2 separate regions of the Mus musculus genome follow, and region 2 is linked to region 1. A link is a contact called in public Micro-C data. All regions are on one chromosome and are shown on one strand. Each heading gives the region's core, a stretch centred on a gene start, on an enhancer-like site or on the middle of the called end of the contact. The rest is flanking DNA. Distances are from core to core; before and after follow the strand shown. Region 1 has its middle 15 kb from the start of Gm31458. Region 2 has its middle 67 kb from the start of Gm31458.

Region 1 (4,290 bases), core at 510-3,009:
TTACTGAGACTATATGTAATAGTAAAGTAATTTTAAGAAATTACTGGAGATGGACTGTTCTGTAGAATAATTTTTTTTCTCACCCTTAGATGACATTGAATTTCACTTCCCTTTTCTCTCAGTGTGAGTTATAAACAATTTATACTTCTTATGGAGTTAAATTAATGTATTACGACCAATGAGGGTGGCATTTCACATCTTTAATTGAGGTATGGAAGATATCTTCCATTTAATAAACTCGAGGCATTGGTGATGACCATTTAAGCCATCAGCTCTCAGGTTATAGGGATGGATATATAACATATCATTCTATGTGTTGTAAAGTCACCTTTAGAAAAGTGGTAATGTAGAATATAAAAGTAAAAAAATAATACTTTTAACATTGAGTAATATCTTTTGAATGTTTGGGATCAGACTAAGTGTATATATATATATTTGGTTTTTCGAGACAGGGTTTCTCTGTATAGCCCTGGAACTCACTTTGTAGACCAGGCTGGCCTTGAACTCAGAAATCTGCCTGCCTCTGCCTCCTGAGTGCTGGGGTTAAAGGTGTATTTCATGTGGTCTATAAGTGCCCTGCCATGAGTTATATTCCTAGCTCTGCCAAGTGCAGTTACTTTTGGGTGTTGGGGGAATGTAGTAGTTTGAGACAGCATCTCCTTGTGTAGCCCAGGCTAACCTCAAACTTAGGATTCTCCTGATTGAGCCTCTTGAGTGCTGGGGCCACAGGTTTATGTTACTATGTATAACCCTCAGGTGATCGTCAAAGTCTACCTCCTAAATGTTGAATTTAGAAGACTTTTGTCCTGGTATGTAAATACCTAGTGTCATGAATAAGGCTACGTATCATCCCTAATATACCAGAGAGACTTTATTATGTCCAATATTCTTTCAGAAAGGAGATAATGTCACTTAAATTAAGTGGTAAGGAGATGATTGGAATTCTGGGAAAGGGAAGGCAGGACAGACAGACAAGCTACACCAGATCCAGTGGAGATCCTTTATCCTGAAGTCTCTAACTTTCTGGAAGAGGATGCTCCTCTAGTATTCCAGCCTTTCTTGCTAGAAGAATGGCCCATTCAGGGAAGTCATGCTCTTCTCACTGCTGAACAGAACAAGCCAAAGGAACCAGGACGCTCTTTCAGTTTGCCCAGTTGAGGTAAACTGGTTTGAATCTCCTTGGTCCATGACAATGGTGGCTTTCCCAACTTCCATGCATCTTTCCAAAGGGATGGGGTGGAAAAGGAGGAGGTGGCAGGTGTGCCTGGCCACTCCCATCGTTTTCTTTCTTTTTATTCCAGGCACCCAGTGGGCTCTTTTAGTGCAATAAAGTAAGTATCTTAGTTCATTTATGCCCCTATAACAGAACATCACTGTCTTATAAACATGCTAATACAAATTTATTGCTGGAAGCTCTGGAGGGTGCAAGTTCTAGGCTAGGGACACCAACAGTTTCAGTATTTGATAAAGCTCACTGTCATCTTCTTGCAATATGGAGCCTTGAAATTTGCCTGAACCTTTACATAACAAAAGGCAGAAGGGTAAGAGACAAGAGGGGGCCAAACGGATCCTGTCATAATGGTATTATCCCCACCTGTTATAGTTGAACACTCTTGGCCTAATTGGTTTTTTTGGTTACACTTCCTCATTCTGTTACAATTGCAATTAAATTCCAACACGGGGTTTGGAGATGACAAATGTTGAGATCATAGCATTAGGACAAAAGACTTCAAAGTCCTTGCCGGCTAGAGCCAGCGAGGGTCAGACATCACGTGAAGAAAGCTCTGAAACCACAGTTAGATGTGGTTTTCACGAATGAGTCAGCTGTGGAATGAGACAGTTCAGCTTGACTACTACGTCACTACCTGGCAGAGGATAAGAGGTCAGAAAACAGCAGCTACTCCGAGACAGACTTGTGGGTAGGGCATCCTGACACTTCAGATTGGTGGAGTGCAGCATCTTGTCACTTCCAAACCCTAACTCAGACACAGAAAATAATTTTCAAAGTGTTAAAGATAGCTAACTAGCCAATAAACACCAACATTACTAGACCAATCCAATAGCATTATTTATTGAAGTTTTAAAGTGTCTACAAATTCATGTCAGATACGTTCGTTTTTAGGTCAATATGGTTTAGTATAAGCAAAGCTCTATTATAGATATCCATTTCTATATTTTATTTATAACTACTATTTTGTGTCTTTAAAATATTTTATTTAAAATATTATGTGTATATGTGCAACTATCTCTTTCTCTCTGTGTGTTTGTGTGTGCACACACATATACATTAGTGGAATGCTCATGGAGTTCAGAAGGTGTCAGATCACATGGAGCTGCAATTCCAAGCCCTTACGAGCTCCCTGACGTGAATGCTCAGCACTGAACACGAGTCTTCTATAAGAGCAGGTTATATTATGTATCACAGAGTTACCTCGTCCGCCTTCTATTTCATATTTAGTTAGTCCATTGTGCTACTAGATATTATCACTAAAAAGTTTGATTTATAGTATCAATTGGTTTGCAGTTGAAAATCTCAAGTGAAGATAGTAGAACGAATTCTCCCTCATAGACCCATTTGTATGGCTCCTTTGATGTCAAAGACTTTGAAAATAATAAGCATACGGACTGGAGAGGTGACTTAGATGTCTTCTGGAAGACCAGGGTTCAATTTCCAGCTCCCACCTGGCACCTCAAAACTCTCTGCAATTCTAGTTCCAGGGGAATCTGACACCCTCACACAGACATACATTCCAGCAAAACACCAAGATAAATAAAATAAAGACAAACCAATCTTTAAAAATTACAAAAGTAAATAAGCAGTGTAATACCATAGCCATTGATGGATCGATGGTTTTAAAATTTTATTTTAGGCTTATTTATTTTATTACTTCATGTGTGTACATGTGTACCTGGTGTCTGCGGAGGTCAGAAGAGGACATTGGATTCTCTGGAACTAGAATTATAGATGGTTGTGAACCGCCATGTGGGTGTTGGGAAAAGAACCCAGGTCCTCTGCAAGAACAACAAATGCTTTTAACAGCTGCGTCAACCCTCCAGCTCTGCCAGTGTGTTTGATTCCAACAGGCCTTGTACCACTGTGGATGACTTAGGAATTTCCTGAGTTTTTCATCAGACAGTCATCTTGCTTTGCAGGGCAGTCTGCTGGTACACGTTGATGCCTTGCCACTTCTGATGCTATTATATTTTAGGTGTAAGAATGTCCCCCATTGGGTTTGAATATTTGATCTTCTGCTTTTGGGATTTTTTTTTTTTTTTTGAGAGGTTTCAGAGCCTTTGGGAGGTAGGGCCTCGCTGGAGGAGATGGATCTTTTTTGAGTTTGGGGTTAGAGTGGGCTTTGAGACTTAGCCTGGCCCTAATTCCTGTCTGAGCTGTTCTTTCTTTCCTTCCTTCCTTCCTTCCTTCCTTCCTTCCTTCCTTCCTTCCTTCCTTCCTTCCTTCCTTCCTTCCTTTCTTTCTTTCTTTCTTTCTTTCTTTCTTTCTTTCTTTCTTTCTTTCTTTCTTTCTTTCTTTCTTTCCTTTCTGCCTGCCTGCCTGCCTGCCTGCCTGCCTGCCTGCCTGCCTGCCTGCCTGCCGTTCTCTCTCTCTCTCTCTCTCTCTTTCTCTCTCTCCCTCTCTCCCTCTTCCCCTCTCCCTCTCCCTCTCCCTCTCCTTCTTTTTCCCCCTTGGGTATTTTCTTTATTTACATTTCAAATGTTTTCCCCTTTTCAGATCTCCGAAACCCTCTTCCTCCTCTCCCTCCCCCTGCTTCTATAAGGGTGCTCCCCCACTCACCCACCCACCCACTCCTGCCCTGGTATTCCCATACACTGGGGCATTGAACACCCTCAGGCCAGAGGGCCTCTCCTCCCACTGATGTCTAACAAGGCCATCCTCTGCCACATATGTGGCCAGCGCCATGGGTTGCTCCATGTGTACTCTTTGGTTGGTGGTCCAGTCCCCGGGAGCTCTGGGGCGTCTGGCCTGTTGACAGTGTTCTGAGCTGTTTTCTTACACACACAATGTGAGCAAGCCTCTTTATGGTCCCACTATAGCCATGTGCCTTTCCTGCTGGGATACCTTCAAACAATAAGCCCAATTAAGTCTTTTCTTTTCAGAGTTGCTTCTTCACAGGTGTTTGGCTACTGTAATGAGACAGTTAACTAAAATAGATACAGCTTACATCTCATTTAAGGTTTTAACATTTGCTAAACATTGTTCTTCTGCAACTGTTATAAAATCGAGTACTGACTTCCTTTGTTATAAAAATGATCTTGTGTCTTACCAGGTAA
Region 2 (4,290 bases), core at 611-3,110, 52 kb after region 1:
TGCAAAAAAAATATGTTCCTTGTGAGGTGATAGTGGCTCTGTGGAAGGTTGCAGTCCTGGTGGTCTTCGCTTCTCCTAGCTTCCCCCTCTTCATGGTTCTGGGAATTGAACTCAGAGCCTCATGAATGCTTGGTACTCATGTCTCTGTGACACTTCGCATTATCAGGCATACATGAACATCTCTATCCTTCTTGGTCCCTTTGTTCTATTATTATTATCATCATCATTATTATTACTATTATTATTATTTGGAACTTTTCATATGTGATCCACCTTAATTCTGACAACTTTCAGGTATTAACAACAGACAAAAAGTAACGTGGAATAAATAAGCTGGCCTTTGGACTTGCAACTTTCTGACCTTGGCCATGGTAAGAATGCCCTCTCATATCAATATGGTAGGTGCCTGTCTCTGACTATCAAGTTGCTGAAGGTGCCGGTGGGGTAGATGCCTGGAAGGTGTGTTCTGGGTAAATGACTCTGGTGACTCTTCTGGGGAGTCATATTCCTCCCTAAGAGGAAAGAGTGGCAGCCTCTTTGCTGTGGGAGAGAGTACGCTGACAAATAAGAATGCCTGCTTCTCTTCCCAGTGGTCAGTCTCTCATGTGCTTTTGTTAAATAGAGATAGTGTCCAGACAGGAAGCAAGGATGGATTGATGGCCTCAGCCTGGGACTCTGATCTCATAGCCAGGAGACCCATGCTTTTTTATCAACCAGGAATTCTGCTCTAAAGAACAGTGACTCAAATGCTTTGGTTGATTTCCCTCAGGGGAGATGAGGTCACCGCCATCTTTTCATTTTAAAGGCAAGAAAACGTTAGGTGTTGGTGGTCTATGGCTGTGTTCATTCTCTCCAAAAGTCTTTCAATCTGCCAACGAATGGTTATTGAGCACCTGTCAGGTATCTGGAGGAATAAAGATATATTACCTGTCAGTGGTAAGTTTATTAGTGAAGGCTGACAGATTAAAAAACAAACAAACAAAAAAACCAAACAAACCTGGTGGTACACACAGTTGGCAGTAACAAACAACAGGGACGATGAAAGGATAAAAGTAGATTTTTAAAAAGACAAACTGAGGAGGAAGTTTCATGTGTAATATTATAGCTATCTTCCCAGGTCACTGCATGTGGTCCTGTGTTTCTTCCTCTGTACAAAGGTGAGGTGTGGAAGGCAGAACGAGCCGATGGCCAACCCATCTATCTGCTCGCTCACAAGCTATACACACTGACTGGCTCTGGGCAGCTGCTTCCCCAGGGAATGGCTTTTTCCTACATCTTTTGCTTCAAGGGGCCACCTTTTTAAAAACTGGCACAAAAGCCAAGGTCCTGGCTCCGTTGTTAGTGTGTTGGGTCCAACTCTTTAATGCCTTTGTCGGTTCATTTGGAACACAGTTATATATAGAAATGGGGTTTAGTAATAATGTTCACGACTGCTTTATTAAAAAATGTGATTACCTCTCCTCTGGCTTGGATGGTCTAGGTGTGGCGCTGCCCAGAGGCAGGGGAAGGTTGCACTGACTCATTGAGGTTCTTTTCCAAGGTTTGGTTTAATGAATTAGATTTTCATTAGAGCCCTGAGTCATTTTCCCTGTTCAGCGACGTGCATGGCAGACCGGTGAGATAACCAAAGACCTAGGGAGCCAACTACAGGGTTTCACGAAGGACTCTGCGGGAATGTGACTTCTCAATGAACTGAGAAAACCCAGGACTGTGGGTAACCTAGTCATTTGTGAGTATGGTTTCCCAAACAAGGACAAACCTCTTCTACACATTCTCACATTTCACTGTTTAAGAAAGGAGTCTGACATCATCAGTGTGATGTGCCTTGTCAGAAATACTGCGGTGCTTCTGCAGACAGCTGCAGTGTTTGTGCTGTGCTAATAATTGTGCAGTCTGGGTAACTGTTGGTCCGCTGAGGTTACAGGAATCTCCTCCCCAATCCTCCTTCGCTACTCTGCATTCCTGGCCTGCACTGTTAGATGGCTATAGAAAATACCATTTTTTTTGGTCTTAAGATCACCAGAAGGTGAGCTTAAATAACAGGAATCTCCAGGGAAATGAACCTGTATATCTGGGTGCTATTAAATGCGTGGAAGGACAGCAGAGGAAACGGATGTTATCTTGTTTCCTTTCAAAGTTGACTTGAATAGTGAAAGGCTCTGTGTGTCAAAAATGGAAATGGAAAAATTATCAACGGAATGTTTGTCCAAGGGATTTCTGGCTGGATTCTCACAGACAGCTCCTTACTGTCAGGGCTTATAAATTGCAAGAGGAAAATTATTTTATGGCTGACATTTCAAATGGGTCCACAGATAGGCTATTTGCTTGAAATTCAAAATTGCTGCCATTGTCTGTGTGTGGGGATTGCCTTATGAAAGAAAAGGGAGCTTGTTTTGTTAATTACTATAGTTTATTAGCTTGCCCTTTGCCAGTTTGTCTGGCACTGCTAAGCGAGACAGTCTGTAAAATGAACTTGTGGCATGTGGTCTATCGCTGGCTATCTATCTCTTGAATTCCAAGCTTAAAACAGCAGCCATTTTTATGCCTCATGATTTTTGTGGGTGAGGAATTCAGGTCAGGCTCAGCTGCTCAATTATTCTGTGCCATGTGGTGTGGACTGAGGTCACTTGTGGTATCTGAATGGCAGATGGGCTGGTTTGCTCTGAAGGGTCCAGAGGCAGCTTCACTCAAAAGTCTAGCACCTCAGTGGGGGATAGAGGGAAGGCTGGACTCAGCTGGGAGTTGACCAAGTGCCAATACTGAGCTCACAAGCAAGGAGGGAGAGAGAGAGAGAGAGAGAGAGAGAGAGAGAGAGAGAGAGAGAGAGAAGAAGAAGAAGAAGAAGAAGAAGAAGAAGAAGAAGAAGAAGAAGAAGAAGAAGGAGGAGGAGGAGGAGGAGGAGGAGGGAGAGGGAGAGGGAGAGGGAGAGGGAGAGGGAGAGGGAGAGGGAGAGGGAGAGGGAGAGGGAGAGGGAGAGGGAGAGGGAGAGGGGGATGGATTGGGGGATTGGGGAGGAGAGAAGAGGCATCAAGAGTTCAGGCTATAATGTTAGGTTGGGTCACCTGCTGTTGGAAGAGACTCTGAGGCTACTGTTTATCACTCTCTCCCTTTCTTGTCTCAAGCTTTCAAGCCAAGCATCTCTTAACTACCAGTTTATGCTGAATTTCCTGATAAAACATGCATCATTAGGGATAAATTAAGTCTAGTGTAAAAGCCCAAGTTATTGAGCCAAAGGACCTCGTTCAAAAGTCATCATTTACTGCCTCTGAGAACCTTGGCTGAATTAACTCAACCTTTCTGGCCACCCTCTATAGGTTTCCTATAAAAAATCAAAATTGCTAGGTGTAGAAGAAGGCAAGTTTAGAAATAGAAGCCTTTTCAAGGACGGGAACAAACAGCAGACAGCAACCATAACTTACGTAGACTAAGCATATGTGTAATTCATGATTATAATGAAATAAAACTTAACCGAGTAGAGCTGCCACATTTAATGATACACTATGCACAATCTTTACTTGCCCTGCATGGTAATCAGGCATTAAAGTAGACTTCACATACATAACTGTAATTAATAGCATTTCGGTGTTAGTAAAAATTTTAATTTATTTTTGTTATCTTTTCTAGTATCCACAGTTAGCAATAATGTTAAACACAACCGTAACAAACAGTGTGGGTTACCATTGTTAGCAACCCGTACTGGTTTTGTTCTATTCATTCATTCATTCATTCATTCATTCATTCATTCATTCATTCATGAGGCAATTACTGGGTACTGGCTGTATACCAAACAGAAGCTGTGAACTATAGATTCAAATGGTCCTGGTGAGACAGAGAAGATTGAGGGCTTATTTCAGTCTTAGCCTCCCAGTAGGAAGACACTTCAGGCAATGTAAGGGCTTACAAAGGAGGTTATAATGTTTGAAGGTTTAAATTAGGGGAAATACAAGTGTAGCTGACTGTGTATCTGTGAATTCTGTATCCTCTCTCTATCTTCAGAGTCCATTGACAACAGATTAGAAAAATGAGAAAGATTGTATCTGCCTAGAGCCTAGACCTGTTTGTAACTTGACATTACCCCATAACCAATGCAGTGTCGCACAGCTGCTTATGTAATATTTAATTTTAATCATAAACCATGTGCAATCTAGAGACAATTGAAAGTACACAGAAGAATGTGTCTAGGATATTTACAAATAGTACATGATTTCACATAATAGATTCATCCACAACGAGTGGATCGCATGTTGCCAAACATGTCTGTTATTAAAAGTACAACAGGGGCTGGAGAGA

The links. Hi-C and Micro-C count contacts between places; a contact is called where the count stands out from the background.
Region 2: a contact with region 1 is called in a Micro-C map of muscle stem cells, with 7 times the contacts expected there. The contact joins two enhancer-like sites. A contact is called at or near these places in 9 of 484 Hi-C or Micro-C datasets (the C2C12 cell line, cumulus cells, embryonic fibroblasts and 5 more) and 2 of 115 datasets of contacts at active chromatin or transcription factors (embryonic fibroblasts and embryonic stem cells).

The regions. Positions count from the first base shown.
Region 1 is chr15:28,079,567-28,083,856 of GRCm38.p6, forward strand. No RefSeq gene overlaps it. Among named protein-coding and RNA genes, the nearest start is that of Gm31458, 15 kb to the left of the region's middle. Within about 2 kb of position 1,760, at least 67 of the 459 cell types and tissues checked have an H3K27ac peak or open chromatin away from gene starts, as enhancers often do. A contact at or near this core is called in muscle stem cells and myocytes, where this site is marked.
Region 2 is chr15:28,131,776-28,136,065 of GRCm38.p6, forward strand. No RefSeq gene overlaps it. Among named protein-coding and RNA genes, the nearest start is that of Gm31458, 67 kb to the left of the region's middle. Within about 2 kb of position 1,861, at least 56 of the 459 cell types and tissues checked have an H3K27ac peak or open chromatin away from gene starts, as enhancers often do. A contact at or near this core is called in muscle stem cells and myocytes, where this site is marked.